Linked DNA regions of Mus musculus: all the other regions are linked to region 3. The links are chromatin contacts, called in public Hi-C and promoter capture Hi-C maps. All regions are on one chromosome and are shown on one strand. Each heading gives the region's core, a stretch centred on a gene start, on an enhancer-like site or on the middle of the called end of the contact. The rest is flanking DNA. Distances are from core to core; before and after follow the strand shown.

What was found. Promoter capture Hi-C pulls out the DNA fragments that hold promoters and counts their contacts. A called contact is a pair of places that touch in the nucleus more often than the background predicts.
Region 1: a promoter capture Hi-C map of embryonic stem cells shows a contact between it and region 3, with 11 read pairs. The contact joins the promoter of Ifngr1 here to the promoter of Olig3 in region 3. A contact is called at or near these places in 5 of 39 promoter capture datasets (cranial neural crest, embryonic stem cells and stem cell-derived epiblast-like cells), 1 of 484 Hi-C or Micro-C datasets (embryonic stem cells), 1 of 115 datasets of contacts at active chromatin or transcription factors (double positive thymocytes) and 1 of 9 other capture datasets (pancreatic islet).
Region 2: a Hi-C map of double positive thymocytes shows a contact between it and region 3, with 3 times the contacts expected there. The contact joins the enhancer-like site here to the promoter of Olig3 in region 3. A contact is called at or near these places in 1 of 39 promoter capture datasets (liver), 1 of 484 Hi-C or Micro-C datasets (double positive thymocytes) and 1 of 9 other capture datasets (pancreatic islet).

What each region holds. Positions count from the first base shown.
Region 1 is chr10:19,590,647-19,593,346 of GRCm38.p6, forward strand. Ifngr1 (interferon gamma receptor 1) reads left to right here and starts at 1,303. Exons shown (of 7, transcript NM_010511.3): 1 at 1,303-1,551. The coding sequence starts at 1,440.
Region 2 is chr10:19,562,188-19,564,887 of GRCm38.p6, forward strand. No RefSeq gene overlaps it. Among named protein-coding and RNA genes, the nearest start is that of Ifngr1, 28 kb to the right of the region's middle. Within about 2 kb of position 1,289, at least 43 of the 459 cell types and tissues checked have an H3K27ac peak or open chromatin away from gene starts, as enhancers often do. A contact at or near this core is called in double positive thymocytes, where this site is marked.
Region 3 is chr10:19,355,274-19,357,973 of GRCm38.p6, forward strand. It overlaps Olig3 (oligodendrocyte transcription factor 3), which reads left to right and starts at 1,266. Exons shown (of 1, transcript NM_053008.3): 1 at 1,266-2,700. The coding sequence starts at 1,356. The coding sequence ends at 2,177.

The DNA of each region.
Region 1 (2,700 bases), core at 53-2,552, 240 kb after region 3:
CATTTGCTGTGTACCTTTTTCAGAAATGCAGAAAACTGAAGTCTAACCTGAATCATATGTACTGAATCTGAACCTGCACAAGGTCACCAAGATTTATCCTGACGTCAAAGTCTGAGAAATGCTGGGCTATTAGCATAATTAATTCGTTAATTAATCAAGACAAATAACAAGCCTTAGCTGGTAACTCCAAGTCTGCAGAATGTCTTCATAACATTTTGCTTGGAAGACTCAGAGAATGTCATGCCAGTATCTCTCTCTACGGTATAGAGCTTGCATTCTAGGAAGCAGAGAAAATCAAATCAATATGCATATTGTAGGAGGGGGTGCAAATGTGTTATTAAAAATAAAGTGGAGTAAAGAGAAGGGGAGAGTGGGTTGCATTCAAATTCCTTGCAGACATGGTGATAAAAGAGAGCTGAGGCGAGTGAGGCAGCACAAGAGTGTTGTCTATAGTAAGTGCAAGGTCACTAAAGTGAATTTAGGGGAATGAGAGAGATTTAAACTAACCGGTGCGGTCAGAGAGGCAAGAGGGACGATCTCTTGATGAAAGACTACTTAGTGATCCGCCCTTTGACATTTCATCATTAAAATGGGCATGTGCTTTTTGTGGTGGTAGTTTGTTTTTGCTAAGAATAAAGTGCTAGCCAAGCACATTGGATTTGCGTTGTGGGAGTCTGAACAAACTGTCTTGAAAACCAGAAGTTTAAGTTCCGCGGACAAAACTGGTGGGAACTGGAGAAGGATTTTTGTAACTTCTCTAACACCTCAGGCTCCAACACGCCTCATGCTGAGGGATGAGATAAGCATGGTGTCTGGTTGTGGACTGAGGCAAAAATCTCCAACCCCAGGTTACTACATAACCAGAATGAGGAACTGAGGAAGGTAGTGTCAGGCTGAAGAAGGTAAGGTTCCGGTCAGAGTTTCAAACGTATCCACAGTCCAGGTCCTGAATACAGAGAAGAGCCCACAGTTTCAAACCTCAGGCTAGTCCACCCCTTCTCCAACTTAGTGAAACTTCTCCGCCCACGCAGCGCACTGCCTGGCTCCCCAGTCCAGACCTCGCCTATAACCATGTCCTAGTCCACTTTAGACCCGCCAAGACACGCCTCCTTGTATAGACCCCGCCTCACATCCCACCTCTACTCCCAACCTCCAATCAACTCTAAGAGATTGCGTATTGGTCCCGCCTCTCTGGCTAGACCCCCGCCCTGAGTCCGCCCCTGAAGAGCTGCCTTTTAACCCTTTGCCCCGTGAGGCTCCGCCTCCCACTTAAGCCACGCCCCTCAGTCCCAGGCTGGTCTCTCAAGCTTTGGTTTTGGCCCCACCCAGCTCCCCGGCAGGCCGCTTGCGGACTTGGCGACTAGTCTGCGGCGGACGTGACGCCAAGGCCAGGCCACGGGCAGCGCGGGTCCCCTGTCAGAGGTGTCCCTCGCGCAGGAATGGGCCCGCAGGCGGCAGCTGGCAGGATGATTCTGCTGGTGGTCCTGATGCTGTCTGCGAAGGTCGGGAGTGGAGCTTTGACGAGCACTGAGGATCCTGAGCCTCCCTCGGGTAATCTCTCCGAGCCGCTGCGGGCTGGGGCGGGAGGCCAGGCCGGAGGCGCCGGGCTGGGAAGTCCCTGCGTTCCTGCTGCGCCGCCCTGGGCAAGGCAGCCCCAAGGGGCCCCGGGGGCTCCGCGGTTTACACGCCGCTTTCGCCTCTTCTTTGCCGACACAACACAAATCTGTGGTCTGTTTTACAGTTAGTTTCCACGGCAGCGTTTGGCATTGTGTGTATGACTTACAGACTTTATTTTCAATCTGTAGTCGGAATCCTCTGAAGGAAAAGGGGTGCCAACGGATACTAAGAGATTCTGATTTGTTTGTTAGTCTGGCGTTTAAGTGTTGAGATGCAAGGGTTCTTCTCGTAGCTTAAATCCTCAGAGCCTTTGATTTCAAATGATTATATATTCCCAGGACATATATGCTGGGAATAGTTCCTCTTTATGATTAGAGCTCTAGAGACAGCAATAAAACTTTTCATGCCCTTCCAGTCCCTAATCGTAAGTATCTGAGAAGTTCCCAATCTCCAGCTGCTGGAAGGCATGGGGAGACCTCTTTAACTCTCAGGCGAGTTCCAGCTCTGAACCCCTCCTATGGTTTCCAGGAGCTTCAGTTAGGCGTGCAGATTCCAATCCTGCCTTGACCTGATTTTCACAGTAGCTAGGATGTAACCACCTAGATGTCAGATGAAGGAAATGAGGTGCATGTTCAAACTGAAGTTCCACTGAGCTATAGAGAAAAATGAAATCATAATTGCAGAACAGTGGAATCAGAAAAAGTGTTAGTTGTGTTACACAGCCAGATTAAAAAAGACAATTACCATGTTTTCTTATGATAAATCAACCCCAGAGAAGTGTGTGTAGGAAATCATGAGAGGGGAGGAAGAGATCTTGAGGAAGAAGAGTTTAAAACAAGCAAAAGCAGGGTAATAAAACTCATGGGACATTAATGTAGAAGAGAGGACTCTTGGGGGAGGCAGGTGACCAGAAACAGAGAGCCAGGAGCAACTAAGGAATGAATCAGAAGCAATAATGGTATGTATGCAATATGTATGAAAATGTCTTATTAAAATCTTGTGCTTTCATAATTTAAAATTTTAAATTAAATATAGGATGCATGTATGGAAAAAAATTAAGCAAACAAATCCTTAGACATCCCT
Region 2 (2,700 bases), core at 39-2,538, 210 kb after region 3:
TCCAACAAGACCAGTATCTCCATGTTATTCCCCCAACAAACCTGCACCCCCAAGTTACAAGCTCACCCCCTGCCTAACAACCACCAATGCAGAGGGGAGCAGAAATTAAGCTTTGATATGACTCCCAGCACCAGCCAATTATGTTAAAGTCAATTATGTTAACTTCCCAATTAGAAGCACGCATATCCATCCCTGCTTGCTGGTTACTATAAAGCCTTTCCCCAATAGATATTTGGGGGCTCCTCTACACCAAAACCGTCCTGTGTGACAGTGGTGGGTTGGAGAGACCTGAGCTAGCTCAAATAGCATAAAGACCCTCTTGTGGGTTGCATTAGATTGGCACCTGTCTGGTTTTGGGGGGTAGTCACTATACTTCCTGGCACTACAACACAGGTGACAGATGGGAACTAACATGTAAGATATAGAGGAAAGTCTAGGAAGGCTTTATTTTTGGTTTGGGACCTTAGCACTTGGAATAGTGGAACCACAGAAAATGTGAGCGTGGGACCCAGAGACCAAGAGTCTGTGGAGCCGTTAACGTTGAGTAAGTGGATATGCCAGTCTGAGGATGGGTTCAGGCTAGAGAAATACAGTTAGAGATGAGGACATGCAAGGGAAGCAGAAGGGAAACCAAAGGAAGTGGTAAGAAGCAGAAAGAAAATTACAAGTGGTAGCCTGGGGTTAAGAAAAGAGGTGTTCTGTTTGTGCCAAGTGACCATGTGTGTCAAATGCCAACACTTCCAAGGAGGAGTCAAATACAGCTGGAAAATTGCCTGGCCACTGACTTTAGTAAGATGGGGATTTTTCAAAACGCCTTTCTGTGGCACTGGAGATGTGGCTCCGTGGTTACGACCAGGATGACCAGGGTTCAAGTCCCAGAACCTAGATGGTTCCTCAGAGCCACCTCCAACTCCCTTTGCAAGGGAGTCCATTGCCTTCTTCTGACCTCCACAGGCACTGCATGCATACAGTACACAGACATATGTGCCAACAAAATGTTCATATGAGTAAAGTAATGAAATAAATCATTATAAATAAATAAATAAATAAATAAATAAATAAATAAATAAATAAAATAAAAATCCTTCACTGCGATATTGGGGTCCTTCTCATCAAAATATGAAATTTAACTGTGTCAAGACTTTGTAAACTTTCTCATTGATATTCAAATATTAACATAAATAACCTTTCATCTTTTAAATTTTTTTACCATCTCCATTCTTACTAACACTATAACCAAGTTCAGGCCTCTGTTTCCCTAGGGCTGGGTTATTGAGTAAGCTCGAAGATTCCCTTGTTTGTTCCTACCAACAACCCATCCTGATTAGTCATTCTGGAACAAAGATTTTTTTTAAGAGGTCCCAGATTCTCTGGCTTTCCTCCCAGCATGCTGAGAATTTTCTCTTAGCCATTTCCTCACTGTTAATTTTTGTGAAAGGAAAAGTCCCCAACACAAGATGATGTGTTTGAACAATTGGTCTCCAGCTGGTAAAGCCATTTGCAGAGGTTGTAGAACATTTTGGACCCAGACTGCAGCCAGCAGACTGGGTCACAGGACAGGGCCATCTCTCTGCTTCCTGACTGCAGCAGCAATATAGTCAGTGCCTTCTGCCCCCACAGAGACAGCTGCAGGCTGCTCACTCTTTCATGAATTCCCTGCAGGTGTGGATTGTATTTCCTCACCCATGAGGCAAATTAGATCATTCTTCCATCAAGTTTCTGTCAGGTACACTCTCATAGCCACAAGAAATGCCACTAATAGATCTACCTTGCACACCCATGTCCTTCTGACATGCTACATGTCCCTGTTTCTTTCCCAGGACTAACTATTCTCTTTAATTCCACAGAGAAGAGTCCTCTGGTACAACCACAGGAGAGAGTGAGTCAGGAGTCCCCCCCCCACCCCCCATTCTCATTTGGGCTCAATCTCTGTTAATTGAAAAGGAAATTCAAGATAGTGAAACACAATAGGGCTGACTAAGTAGATAGAAGAACTGATGTTTTCTAAGAAAATATAAGTTACTCAAATGGTTAGAGTTAAGTGAGTTTTTAAATCTGACATTACCAGATACTAGCAAGGGCACCCAGCTACTGGAACTCTCATTTGCTCTTGAAGGCTTGGGAAGCTGTGGAGCAGTTTCTTTTATAAACAACCATTTCACACAGAACCCAGTGATCTAACTCTTAAGTGTTTACTACAACAGGATTCAAACATACTTCCCCACCCAACCCGATACACAAATCAACTACAAATAAATGTCTATAATAGCAATAGCATTGTTCATAATCTCCGAAACTGGGAGCAATCCAAACAACCATGAAATGGTGAAGAGGTAACTAGAATTCTCCTCTTAAATAAAAAGAAGAACTGAGCCCAAGCATATAGGCAACATGTAGAATCTTAAAACAACATTCTGAGTAAAAGCAGCTGGGTATAAAAGGCCACAAAGTCCAATGGTTCCCTTTGCCTAGCACTTAGGAAAAGATTGACATACATAGACAGAACACACACACAAGAGCTTGCCAGGGGCTGGTGGAGGGTGGAGTCTAGGACTACAAAGGAAAATGAGGGAGCTCTCCAGCAGGATGGAAAGGACACTGCAATGATAGTCACGGTGACTCCATGACTAAATCAACTGCCAAAGTCACAACACACAGGAGACGTGCATTTGGCTGCTTATCAATATTCTCATGAATCTG
Region 3 (2,700 bases), core at 16-2,515:
CCAGGTCCTGTGCACACACATACACACACACATGCACACGCACACACACCACACACTTGATTTTACCCTGAACTCCCGCTCTGCTCAGCTGCCGCTCCAGGTGGTCTGGTGCTAAACTCTGGATGCTCTCAGCTTTCACCCTGAGGCCAAAGACTGCCTTCATCCCATCCCAACACACAGTGGAACTTGAGGCGAAGAAGGCAGTTAGCTACCCCATTTGGGAAGCTGGAACCCCAAAGATCTGTACCGAGCTCTTGAGATTCGTTTCAATCCCTAACTCTCCCATTTTTCTTCACCCTTTTCTCTCCCCAAATTTTCTTCCTAAATTGATTTTCATATAACATTGGGGGTTTTGTCTCTCCTCCCTCAGTTCTATAGCTAAGAAGTTAAAGAAATGTACAAAACCAAAATTATTTCAATTCGCTATTTTTAACGCAAAAGAAGACTTCTCCACAGTAGCATCAAAGGCAAAAACGCATTGCCAAATGGGCACATGTTTTTTTTTTTTTTTTAATTTACCGGAAAGGGCAAATAAACAAAATTAACTGAATTTAGAGAAAATGTACCAGTGAATAACAACTTCAGTCAGCAAAGTCTCCAAGTCTCCCTGGTTGAACCTGCCCCGTTTTGGCTCCGGTATCCGGCTTTCTATTGAGACCTTGTTTTGCCCACATTTCTGTAAACTAGATAGAGAACAACCCATATCTTCTAAGTCCAAAGTAACGTCGTAGGCTGATCTTCCAGGCAACTTCTGTTCCTTCCCTTCATTTTAAGTGTAAGATTTGGTTAAAAGAAATAGAATGAGGGGAGTGGCACAGAAGAAAGTTTTTAAAGAACAAAACAACAACAAAAACAAGAAGTCCAGTGCATCCGCGGTGAGTGTGTCAATCAAAGGGTTTTGTGCCTGGGGGCTCCTTGTGGTTCCAAGCAGAGGTGTCCCAGGGCGGCCCCACAATGAATATGAATAGGAATCCTTGCTAACTGGGACAGCAAAGCGCACCGCCCTGAATGATGATGGCACGTCATCTTAACCAGCCCAGGATAGATAGGAGGGCTCCTTTTGTCTCTTTTCTCCACTGCAGCGCTATAAAAGCCCCTCTTTTACTGCAAGAGGTTAGTTCAGGCACACACCAATGTGCAGTGCAGGAAACAGCTAAACCAGAGATAGCGAAGCAAGCCAGGAGAGAGAGAGAGGCGGGGCAAGGCAGGGCCTTGACTTTTCTTCTCTGGTTTTACAACTGGGGAAGTGGGTTCCTGGACCTTGCTTTTTTTTTTTTTTTTTTTTTAATTCAAGATTCTCTTTAATTTCCTGCCTAAAGGCTCCTCAACCATAAGGCCGCATCTCTTGTAATAAAATGAATTCTGATTCGAGCTCTGTCTCCAGCAGAGCGTCATCTCCGGACATGGATGAGATGTACCTAAGAGACCACCACCACCGCCACCACCACCACCATCAGGAGAGTCGTCTGAACTCGGTCTCCTCCACACAGGGCGATATGGTCCAGAAGATGCCAGGGGAAAGCCTCTCGAGGGCAGGCGCCAAGGCTGCAGGAGAAAGCAGCAAGTACAAAATCAAGAAGCAGCTGTCGGAGCAGGATCTTCAGCAGTTGCGGCTGAAGATCAACGGACGCGAACGCAAGAGGATGCACGACCTGAACCTCGCCATGGATGGTCTGCGCGAGGTCATGCCCTACGCTCACGGGCCCTCGGTGCGCAAGCTCTCCAAGATCGCCACTCTGCTTCTGGCCAGAAACTACATCCTCATGCTCACCAGCTCCCTGGAGGAGATGAAGAGGTTGGTTGGAGAGATCTACGGGGGACACCACTCGGCCTTCCACTGTGGGACTGTGGGGCATTCGGCCGGCCACCCGGCACACGCAGCCAACGCTGTGCACCCGGTGCACCCTATCCTGGGCGGCGCGCTCTCCTCTGGCAATGCCTCGTCCCCTCTGTCCGCGACCTCCCTGCCGACCATTGGCACCATCCGTCCTCCCCACTCACTGCTCAAGGCGCCCTCCACGCCGCCCGCGCTACAATTGGGCAGCGGCTTCCAGCACTGGGCGGGGCTGCCCTGTCCCTGCACCATCTGCCAGATGCCACCACCGCCGCACCTGTCCGCTCTCTCCACCGCCAACATGGCCCGGCTTTCGGCTGAATCCAAGGACTTGCTCAAGTGAGCCACGGGCTGGCCCGGCCGGGAGGAGGAAGGGAGAGCTGAGGCAGGGGTCGCAGTGCCGGGCCAGGAGGGAAAGGGAGACTGCTCGGCCTGCGGGAGGGTGGGCGCGCGGCCCCAGGCCTCGCCAGCGCCCTACAGATCCAGATTCCAGTTGACCCACCCCAGCGGGGCGTGCCAAAACCAAACTGGAATACCTAGGTGTTAGCGAAGGGGACTGGAACCCGAAGTCCTGTTTTGCATGCATGCTTCTTTCCCTCATGCCACGCCAGTATTTCTCACTGTGGTATGCTCTTGTCAAAACTGCATTTGTTGTTTAACGATGGGATCAGTGGAGTTTAAAACTTGCAAAGGAACTTTGGAGTTGGCTCTTTCTGGCTGTGTTCTTATCTTGGAGGAAAGATGGCTATCCCTTTTGTGCAAAGCAAATGTAAATATTTCATCGAGCTAGATACACTTATGATTGTCTCTGCCCTTATAGATTTTTCAGAGACAATGGAGAGAGAGAGAGAGAGAGAGAGAGAGAG